2 separate regions of the Mus musculus genome follow, and region 2 is linked to region 1. A link is a contact called in public HiChIP or PLAC-seq data. All regions are on one chromosome and are shown on one strand. The core of a region is the stretch at or near the end of the contact, and the rest is flanking DNA. Distances in the headings are between cores, read along the strand shown. Region 1 overlaps Gm31879 (a long non-coding RNA gene). Region 2 has its middle 9.4 kb from the start of Gm40084.

Region 1 (5,561 bases), core at 1,011-3,510:
AGCAATAAATAAATGTTTGAGTGACTAAATGAATGAATGAATGACTTTTATTTTTCAATTGTCATAGTAATAATAAAAGAGTATTGTCTATAGTTACCAAGTGTTTTGAACCTTAAGAAACATATATAGTGAATAAAATTGTAATATTTTTAAAAATCTTGACTCTGAGTTTATAAATGAGATTTTTGTGCATCTAAATAACTAGTTAGTTCAGTAGTGTGTGTTCAGCCCTGATGCTATGAAAACTGAGTTGCTAAGTCTAAAATATAGATTAATATTCTTAATAATTACTTGTTCTGAGGTTTGGGATATGCTAATGCAGGTCTATTGTCTGATTTTTCACTTACCCACTTATGATGAGAGTGTTTCCCTGTGTCTTATTATTTATTTAGGTGCCAGAACTCAGAGCCAACGCTAAGCACCTTCCATTAACTCCTTCTATTTGGCTTTTGGGTGGTTTTGATGAATCATTCACTCTGCAAATGATCTGATGATCATTATCCCTGTGAGGAGCAGGTGAGATGCTGTAGTGTTGTTAGAGGACTCTGAGGGACAGCCACAGACAAAGCAGCTCCAGCTGAGAGTAATTATCTAGCACTGAGAAAGGAGCCTTGTTATAGTTGAAAACATTTCCCAGGCTCTTTACACTCTATATTAGAAGAAATTTCATTCTTCATCCTTCCATTACCACCTAGGTATCGTGACAGTGAGGATGGAAGAAGAGCATTTCTTAACCTGACCAGAGAGTATGCTCTTTCCTTTAAAAAGAAATTGGTTTTCTTCCTGAGATAACTTTGCTATCTCTGGGTTAATTTTCACAAGTTGACATTGGTATTAAATAGAAAAATTTGAGACATTTTTGTAATAGATCTTATGACAATGCCACTTTGTACTTCACTATTTATATATGGGTCACCTAGACTAGACTGCAGGTATAATATAGGTCACCTAGACAGCTTCCCTACCTGCCTGCCTATCCACCCCATTCACCACCGCCTGGCAAAGCACCTCATGAGGCCCAACTAGAATTCTAAGTAAGTTGCCCACACCCATCCCCCCACCTGCCTGCCTATCAGACACCTCTTCTGGTTCCGGCACCAGGTGAAGACCAATTAAAATGCCACGTGGGTCACTCAGACCTGTTTTCTCTGCCCCTTGCCTACCAGTTACCCCATCCTCTCCTCTCATAGCACCAGCACTGCATGGAGTGCAACCCAAAGCTGTCTCTGCTACCCAAGGGCCACTAGCAGAACACAGTGGGCCAACTACAAAATTCTGAAGGTTCACAGAGAGAGGCTTAACTCTATGACTCAAGAGTTGCACCTATGTCTACCTGAGCTGAGACCACCTCTGACACTCCATTCACAAACCAACACAGAGTGGCCCTATGACTGAATACTAAGTATAACTCTGCTGATCCTCAACTTAACAAGTTGGGTCAGAGCAAGCAAGGATCCAGAAGTTGTCAAGGGTTAGAGCAAAAATCCACACCGAGAAGCAATACCAACGAACTAATTCCAGATGCCCAGGTCCCATCACAAAATTAAGTAATACAAATACTATATATTTAAATTTACTTTATATGTAACTATAATATGACATCTCATTTTGTGAATATATAGTAATCTAACCATTTCCTTAACATTAATAATTTCAATATTTTCAACACAATTAATTCTTCAAAAATGAACATTTTTTTTTCGAGACAGGGTTTCTCTGTGTAGCCCTGGCTGTCCTGGAACTCACTCTGTAGACCAGGCTGGCCTCAAACTCAGAAATCCACCTGCCTCTGCCTCCCAAGTGCTGAGATTAAAGGCATGTGCCATCACTGCCCAGCCGAGCATTCTTTTGCTAATAACTTTGCATAGTAAATTTTGAACAATTCAATTTGAGGTTAAATTTCAAACATACAGGTGACTTAACACTTTTAAATTATGAGTTTATAAACACAGAGACTGAATGTGGGACCCAACATTCACACAGTATTTTCTCAAAGAGAAAGCAATGATAAATACCTGGGTATTTTTTGAGGAAGCTCATCCTTAGAAATCTTATCCACCCAGGGACTCAGTCCTGTTCTAGATAAATATACATATATACATATATACACATATACACATATATACATATACACATATATATATACATTATACATACATATGTATGTATATATATATATGCATACATATATATGGAAGACAGTCTAAAAGGAAATGAGTCACTGCTTCTCTAAGTTCATCATGACCGATTTCTTTTCCAGTAAGGAGGAAGTAAGTAGAATGGATGGAAATCTCTCACGATTAGAACTGGCTTTCTCCCCTTCTGAGAAGCCTCACCAGCTTTGTTCAGAAACAATGTTTTAAACAGGTCCTGTTTCCAGACGTTTGCTTCCTGTGGGAGACAGAAAAGGAAATGATTTCAGCAGAATCCTCTGACATCTGTGAATTTAGACTGGGCACTCTGTACATGTGACTCTGTCTTTGCTGGGTAATTCTTTCCTATGGTGGTCTCATCTTTCTGGGCACAGAAGCACCTCTTCCTCAGTTACTTTCTACTGCTGGGACAAAACACTATGACCAAGACAACTTATAAGAGAAAGCCTTACAGCTTTGGGGTGTTAGAGTCCATGGCCATCATGGCAGGTAGCATGCCAGAGGCAGGCAGGCATGATGCTGGAGCTGTAGATGAGAGCTTACATCTGGATCAACAAGCACGAGGCAGAGAGAGCTAACTGGGAATAATATGACCTTACTGAAACTTCAAAGCCTCATCCTGATGACAAACCCTCCAACAAGGTCACATCTTTTTTTTTAAATTTATTTTAATTAGATATTTTCTTTATTTACATTTCAAATGTTATCCCCTTTCCTATTTTTCCTTCCAAAAATCCCCTATCCTCTCACCCCTCCCCCTGCTCCCCAGCCCACCCACTCCTACTTCCTGGCCCAGGCATTCCTCTATACTGGGGCATAGAATCTTCACAGGACCAAGGGCCTCTCCTTCCATTGATGACCTACTAGGCCATTCTCTGCTACATATGCAGCTAGAGCCAGGAGTCCCATGTGGCTAGAGTCACATGTCCCCAAAGAAACATGTGTTTTCTTTGATTGGTGGTTTAGTATCTCCTTGTACAAAGCTCAAGTCTAAGTAGATCAAGGAACTCCACATAAACCCAGAGACACTGAAACTTATAGAGAAGACAAGTGGAGAAAAGCCTCGAAAATGTGGGCACAGGGGAAAAATTCCTGAACAGAACACCAATGGCTTGTGCTGTAAGATCAAGAATCGACAATTGGGACCTCATAAAATTGCAAAGCTTATGTAAGGCAAAGAACACTGTCAATAAGATAAAAAGGCAACCAACAGATTGGGAAAAGATCTTTACCAATCCTAAATTCAATAGGGGGCTAATATCCAATATATATAAAGAACTCAAGAAGTTAGACTCCAGAAAACCAAATAACCCTATTTTAAAAAATGGGGTACAGAGCTAAACAAATAAATTTCAACTGAGGAATACCGGGTGGCTGAGAAGCACCTAAAAAAAGAATGTTCAACATCCTTAATCAACAAGGAAATGAAAATCAACGCAACCCTGGGATTCCACCTCACACCAGTAACAGCAAAACCCCAGGTGACAGCAGATGCTGGCAAGGATGTGGAGAAAGAGGAACACTCCTCCAATCACTTGCTGGTACAACCAATCTGGAAATCAGTTTGACGGTTCCTCAGAAAATTGGACATAGTTCTACAAGAAGATCCAGCAATACCACTCTTGGGCATATACCCAGAAGATGCTCCAACTTGTAATAAGCTCACATGCTCTGCTATGTTCATAGCAGCCTTATTTATAATAACAAGGAGCTGGAAAGAACCCAGATGTCCCTAAACAGAGGAATGGATACAGAAAATGTGGTACATTTACACAATGGAGTACTACTCAAGCTATTTAAAACAATGAATTCATGAAATTCTTAGACAAATGGATGGATCTGGAGGATATCATCCTAAGTGAGGTAACCCAATCACAAAAGAACACACATGATATGCACTCACTGATAAGTAGATATTACCCCAGAAGCTCAGAATACCCAAGATACTATTTGCAAAGCACATGAAACTCAAGAAGGAAGACCAAAGTGTGGACACTTTGATCCTTCTTAGAAGGCAGAACAAAATACCCATGGAAGGAGTTACAGAGGCAAAGTTCAGAGCAGAGACTGAAGGAATGACCATCCAGAAACTGCTCCACTTGGGGATCCATTCCATAAACAACCACCAAACCCAGACACTATTGCAGATGCCAACAAGAGCTTGCTGACAGGAACCTGATATAGCTGTCTCCTGAGAGGCTCTGCCAGTTCCTGGCAAATACAGAAGTGGATGCTCACAGCCATTCACTGGACTGAGCACAGGGTCCCCAACGAAGGAGCTAGAGAAAGTACCCAAGGAGCTGAAGGGGTTTGCAGCCCTCTAGGAGGAGCAACAATATGGAGGCCACACCTTCTAATTCTTCCCAAACAGTTCCACCAACTGGGGACCAAGTATTTGAATGTATGAGATGAGCCTAGGGACCTATTCTCATTCAAACCCCCACAGCTTTCCAGGTGGATCCTGAACAACTTAAGGAGCTTGATGAAGGATGAAGTGTGATTCCTTTGCAAATCTATTAGGTTAGGTGCAATACAATGGCACTGCCAAGACTAAGAGTTTCAGGTCTCAAACACTGAAATACAGATAACAGAACAATAAACAAAGAGAAGGGCTTTGCTAGAACTACATTGTTTTGAAGAGAGAAAAAGCAAATGCATCAAGTACATATGTCATATATTGTTCAATGCAATGTTAAAGAAAAATAAAGATGGTGGCAATAGGATTGTAAGCCTCTATGTTGAGTTACTCCAGGAAGCCAGAATGCAGGCAGGATCTCATAGATTACTATGACAGTGTTTTGACCTTTAATGTGAAATGAAGCATTAGTTTAGGAGTTAGGGCGGTTAATGTAATTTTTCTCTATTCATAGGGACAGACATAGGGACAGATTCACAAGACAGCCACAGAGTCAGCCACAACAGACAGACAGGAAGAGGACAGAAGACAAAGGAGGAATAACTCAACTGTTTGGATTTCAACATGTAATTATATAACCATCTTGTTAAATAATTTGTAAATATGGATCTAGTCTTTAAATGTCTAATGCCAGTTGGTAATAAAAATATAATAGTAAAAATTGTATTTGCAAATAGAAAATTAATAATATAGTTTTTAACAAACCAAGCCAAAAATATACAACTTATTTAAAAATTCAAATTATAATGAAAAGATAGCACGAGACATATGTAAATCCTATTTTCAGAGCACCATTATTACAGAATATTTATATATTTTCATATACTCATGTAGTTTTTAGTCATTATACATATAGATATCGTGTAATCCCCATAAACATTTTTAATGATCTTTTGCACTAAACAAGTTCCTTTTAAGTTTACATGAGAAAATAAGCTGCCAGCACTTTGAGGACATTAATAATAAATTCAAGTAACAATGTGTCAATGTTC
Region 2 (5,561 bases), core at 1,921-4,420, 110 kb before region 1:
CTGCTGGTGTATCTGTGAAGTGTTTGCGAGTGGCTTGAGCTGCTGCTGCTGACCTGTGAACTGGACTGCTGATTTCCAGACAATGCAGATGGGGGTGGCTCTTAAAAACCATTTAAAACAGGTCCATTTCCCCCATATCCTTCCTTTCCCACTACTTCTGGTGGGCTAAAAGGAAGGTTAAAGCATTTAAGAACTATCATTAAAAATAGGATTTGAAAAAATTAAAGCAACACTCATCAGTGATCAAAGAACCATCATCAATGAAGAAACAAGTTCAAATCCTGTTCCATCTGGGAGGGTGCAAGTCACTGCAGAGATATTGCTGTTAAAGTTGTACAACCTGGATTCAACTTTTAAGGAAACACTGGGTAAATCCAAAATGGGAACATTTAGCAATGTAAGTGGCCTACTGTCTTTAAAAGTTTCAAGATCATGAAACTGGGGCAGGTGAGATGGCAAATGTTTGTTGTACAAGCCTGGTGACTTGAGTTCAGTGCCTGATTTCACATGAAGGTGGAAGGAGAAAACAGACTCACTCCACAGACCTGTCCTTTCCTGCCGTGCTGTGGCATGTGTTTACACCCACATCGGATAACACACTCACACAAGAATAAGATTCGTTGGGGTCCATTATGGGGCTGAGACGCAGCTTCTCAATTAAGTGCCCAATATGGCAGTGAGAATTTTAATCACCCATGAGCCTCACACAGACTACTCAGGAATATATATTCAGATTTGGCTGATTGTAGGAAATGTACAGCTTTTCCCTATTTAAAAAACAACAACAACAACAACACATTTTTCTTTTATTTTCTTTCCTTTTTATTTAAACTGACGATCAGGAAGAATTATATCCTGGGGTTGAGCCGATGTTGGACTTGCTCACAAGAGAGTTCTTCTGTCCCTTAGGTGTTCTTGGCTTTAGTTGTGTGAGAGAGGGCTGTGCTGTATTGCTAAGGCGGGAGCTTGTGATCCTCCTACGTCTGTGGAGCGATAGGATTGCAAGCATGGATCACTCCTGCCTGCCATTCAGCTTCCTTGGTATTGTGAACCTGACCTTCACCTAAGAGGTCCCCCACACACACCCAGAGAGAAGAGAATTAAAACAGGCAGATGTTGATTCTGAATAAAACTCGTTTGGAGCTACTAAGAAGCATAAGAAGACCTTTCTCATCTTGTGCAAAAACCAACTTAAAGTCTACAGAAACAAGGGCTGGAGAGCAACGAAGACATCTTAAGTTTCACAAACCTGTCTGAAATCACACTTGCATTTAGTAATTCAGGGCCAGCCCCTACGAGCTTTCCTCTGCGTGCTTGCCACAACTTGTAACTATTTCTTTATATTCTTTCCATTTCATTTCTCCAAAGTAGCATGTAGGGGCTTGTGTCTGTCTTATAAATTTTATATTTTGTTGAGGTCTGTTAATGGGCCTTGGGAAACTTTGGACCAGTGTTTCTCAATCTTTTTTTTTTTAATGGTCATGTGGGTCTCACCACTGGGGTGTTGGAATGTGGCTAATTGGGTGCCAGACTTGTGCTCCTGAGAGCCCAGGGGAAGCAAAACGAAGTCTAACATAGGGGTCTGACAGAGGTTGTGGTTCTCAAACTTCTGGGTAGTCAGTTGCTGCTGAGAACCACAAGGAGTTGAGAATGGGGCTCCCATCATTCTGTGTACCCCGCCCTGGGGACTGTGAAGAGTTGGGAACAGGGCCTGAGGGTGTGGATGTCGGTGGGAAATCCAACTTAGCTCAGTGTGAGTGCCAGGTATGTGGAGGGGTCTTCTGTGGGAGACTTAGGCGTGACTCTGTATGACAAAGGCTTCCCCCAACCCCATGGTGGTCCTTGATGAAGGAGACTGTCCTTGCTTGTCCAAACTGCTTTATTCATGGTGGATGAAGATGCATACAACTTACTCAGGGTGAACCAGAGATTATGCTACGTGACCAACACGGTCCTCTTAGTGGGTGTCATGGACAAGAATCTGGTCAGGAGCTAATTCAGACTCCTACCCACTCTCAGTTATGAGTTTTATCAGGGTTCTGATCTTTGCTACTGCCATACGAGTTCTTCTGTCTGGTGGCGCTATCCACTGCCCCACATGGTCATTCTTCTCAGACATCATTTTTTTAAAAGATCTGACCCCTTCTTCTATCAAAATTTAATACCACATGTTTGACTGCAACCCAAAGCATCTTTTAGTCATTAAACAAGAGTAAGAGGATTTTCACCTTCTCAAGAGTCAACTCTGCCCTTTTGAGATCGGCATCACCCTTGATGAAGATAGACACTCCTCAGCAATCTGAATGCTGAAAAGAAAGTAGTGGCTGTTCAAGGATGGTTCATGGCTGGCTTCTCTGTAGCTACCATGGCTGTCAACACAAGGAAGATGCAGATGAATATAGCTTTGACAAGCAGTGTGCCAAAGTCACACTAATTCCACACATAAATCAATGCAAGCTCACTCCATGGTCAACAGTGAACATGACGATAATCGCTGGCAGTTGGTTCGCATGGTTGGAAAGAGATGCTCAGAAGACAACATTCTGAACCTGTTGTCTACCTGCGACCTCATTATCACATCTGTTCCTGCTCTGGTTAAACACAGCCTGTGTTTTGCTTATATTGCAGACCTAGCACCCAGCAGAGGGCTTTGAATTGAAAACCAGGCTTCTAAATAGAATGGTGAGTGTTTAGTTAGGTTTTGATTTTATATAACAAATAATTCTTACTGCAACAACATGCCATGTAATATTGGGAAATATACTCATGTTTTAAAAAAGCCATTGGTTACTGAAATTCAAATATAAACAGAAGTGGTGAATTTGTTTGTTAAATATGAGAATCCTCACTTTTAATTTGCATGAATAAATTAGTGAAGAACATGTGTTAAATGGTCGCTAGTGCTCCAGACTGGATTTCCTTCTGCAACCGAAAATGCCAGACCGTATACTGCCCGTCACCATATACTTCCATGGGCAGAGAAGGAATTAAATCTTTAGGTTGTGTTTTGTTCGAGAGCTGGTGATGTAAGAAGGTGAGGGCTAACACCCTAAAATATTTCATCTGTGAAATACAGGAAAGTGTATTTCATCTGTGGCTGGCAGAAGGAAAGGAAGTAAGGGCAGTCAACCTTCTCCGAGCTCAGTCCTGCCCTCTCAAGCGCTGAGCACGTGAGAGCTGTGGTGTCAGCGTCCTTCCTTTCTCTCACATGCTTCCCTGCTATTGTCTCTCTGTGTAGTGGAGTCTAGATGCCTATCAAGGATGTTGAAGCTTACATCCTTCAAGCCCCATCTGGACTCTGGGGTGGGGGCTGGAGGCAGGGTTAACTTAGACTAAAGAAACTGCTAACAGTGAACTCTGAGCAGCCCACAGTGAAGAGTACAGACCTCTCTTTATGGTGCAAAATATGAAGTTCCCTTGCCTGTCTTCCCTGCCCCCTTTCACTTCTGCTTGAACTCATTTCATACCGAGATGAGCAAAGCGACTTTTCTGGTTTTTAAAATTGGAGAGAGGAAAAATGAAGCAGGCTCTGCTTAGCTCTTACCTCTTGATACAAGCTGGAATCTTCAGGCTATCCCTCCCTGGACCTAGGAGGAGTCTAGAATTAGCAAACTCTCAGAGAAACAAACATTGTCACATAGGTTCACATGTGAAATAAATACAAATAAATGAGCAAAGACACACGTGAACACATGGATGTTTACAAGGGAAGGCTATTGATATGACCAGACCCTCTGACTCTTAGCCTTGGGTTTTAGTCATGCACTGTGACATTTTCTAGATTGAACAGATGATATTGGGCTTTTAAAACTTAACTTCTGAGTTTGCACCAAGGCATGAAGCCTTAGGGAATATGGTTTGTGATTTTAGAGTATGATACAAAGTTGTGATGTTTTTGCTCAAAGGTTAGTAGCTGTCTCTACAAAAGCAGGACCACACTCATTGATCTAAAAAAAGTAATAAGGAGTACTATGAAGGCCACTAAATGTTCATGGAGATTATGATATATGTGGGGAAATGGAGTGCTGGCCCAAGGGAACCTGGAGCCACTATGCCCAGGCAGTCATGGTTGAAACAGTTGAAGCACATAGCATCCCCCACCCAATGTCTTTTCACTTTTGTAGGAACTGGTGATCAGGATAATATTTTGGGGTGATAAAATTTGTTGTGTGCCGCAAAGTACCAAATAGGATCTAGCCCCACACTGTTGATGCTTCAGATGTCCCCTTGCACCACTCACCCCAGATCCTACTCTGCATCCATGTCCAGGGAGCAAATCAGAGGGATGACACGTGAAACATACCTAAGAAATTACTGAGAGACATTGAAAACTAGAGATACTTCAGATGTTCAAGCAGGTCCTGTCTATGTCCTACAGGAACTGTGCCTAATGAATCTATGGATGCCCAAAGGGCACAACATCAGGTAATTGCAGAGGAGCACCTTGGGAAGAACTGACTCTCACTCGCCTCTTTGAGCAGGGATTTCAGAAACATACACCCCAGTTTCATTTAGGTGATGGGATAGATTTCCTAATTGGAACTAATATATGATCACGGTGAAAATGTTCCCCAAGAGACGAGCCAGTGAGGCCAAAGCAAGCCCAACTAGAGAGCTATACCGCTGCTCTGTCTGCTCAGCATCAAGTGAGAGCTCTCTCACCAGAGGTGCAAAGCACTTGCCTTAAGGAAGAAGTGAAAGCAAAGAAGCTTTGAATAAATTCAGTGAAGAAGAAAGTCACAGAGTCAGTGCTTCTCACCAGCCTCCATGTCAGTGAATGCCCATGGTCAGCACTAACCTTGTGCTGTAAAGTGTCCCACAGTTGACTTGAAAAAGGTTCGAGTCAACTGGCACCAACTGGGCCCTGCTGACACTAGACAGAATTTACTTACATTTCCTTCATGGGTGAGTCTATTTCTTTGGTGGTGTGTGGAGACCCTGATTGCTCATATAGCTTTAGCACCCTGAACATTTCTGATCTGAGATTTATCAAGAATAAGGAACCAGAGGTTTAGGTTATTTTGATTTAGGGTCTTAGCTTATGTTCAGATTTTTTTTTAAAAGAAAAGGATATCCAGTTTTGAGGATAATAATAGTATGTATTAACACTATGAAATAATAATTATTATATTTATTAGACCCAAATGTTAGGGGAGTAATCAATCACTTTTTGAGTGGGTTTAAGGTCTACTCCTTGAGACGGAAGCCAGACTTATACTGTTAATGAGGCCAAGAGCCTGATACTATCATTCTGCTAAATGAATATAGCTATAAAATGACTGCAAATGGCACATTGCTATACCCTAGGTTAGTGCACTGCTGAATCCTTACCAGAGATACTTCTTGCAGGACATAGTAATTAACCCAGACACCTATGACCAAACAGCGTGTAGGGAGTGAGAACCTTTGGAGCTCTCAGCCCTAAATGGATCTTATGTGGCCCCCTCCCATAAGGCTTGGATTTATGAAGAAGAGAAAGAAGGAAGACTGTAAGAGTCAGAGGTGGTTGGCTCTTTTAAGGAAACTGCATTTTCCAGATACCACAGAGCAGGTGCCTATGA

Evidence for each region. HiChIP or PLAC-seq counts read pairs in DNA pulled down with a chosen protein or histone mark.
Region 2: an H3K27ac HiChIP or PLAC-seq map of microglia shows a contact between it and region 1, with 5 times the contacts expected there. The contact joins two enhancer-like sites. A contact is called at or near these places in 1 of 15 datasets of contacts at CTCF or cohesin (large pre-B cells), 1 of 115 datasets of contacts at active chromatin or transcription factors (microglia) and 1 of 9 other capture datasets (embryonic stem cells).

Annotation. Positions count from the first base shown.
Region 1 is chr3:87,292,075-87,297,635 of GRCm38.p6, reverse strand. Gm31879 (a long non-coding RNA gene) reads right to left here. Exons shown (of 3, transcript XR_375779.2): 2 at 2,299-2,391. Among named protein-coding and RNA genes, the nearest start is that of Gm31879, 4.5 kb to the right of the region's middle. Within about 2 kb of position 2,260, at least 11 of the 459 cell types and tissues checked have an H3K27ac peak or open chromatin away from gene starts, as enhancers often do. A contact at or near this core is called in microglia, where this site is marked.
Region 2 is chr3:87,399,235-87,404,795 of GRCm38.p6, reverse strand. It overlaps a transcript of Fcrl1 not described here. Among named protein-coding and RNA genes, the nearest start is that of Gm40084, 9.4 kb to the left of the region's middle. Within about 2 kb of position 3,170, at least 81 of the 459 cell types and tissues checked have an H3K27ac peak or open chromatin away from gene starts, as enhancers often do. A contact at or near this core is called in microglia, where this site is marked.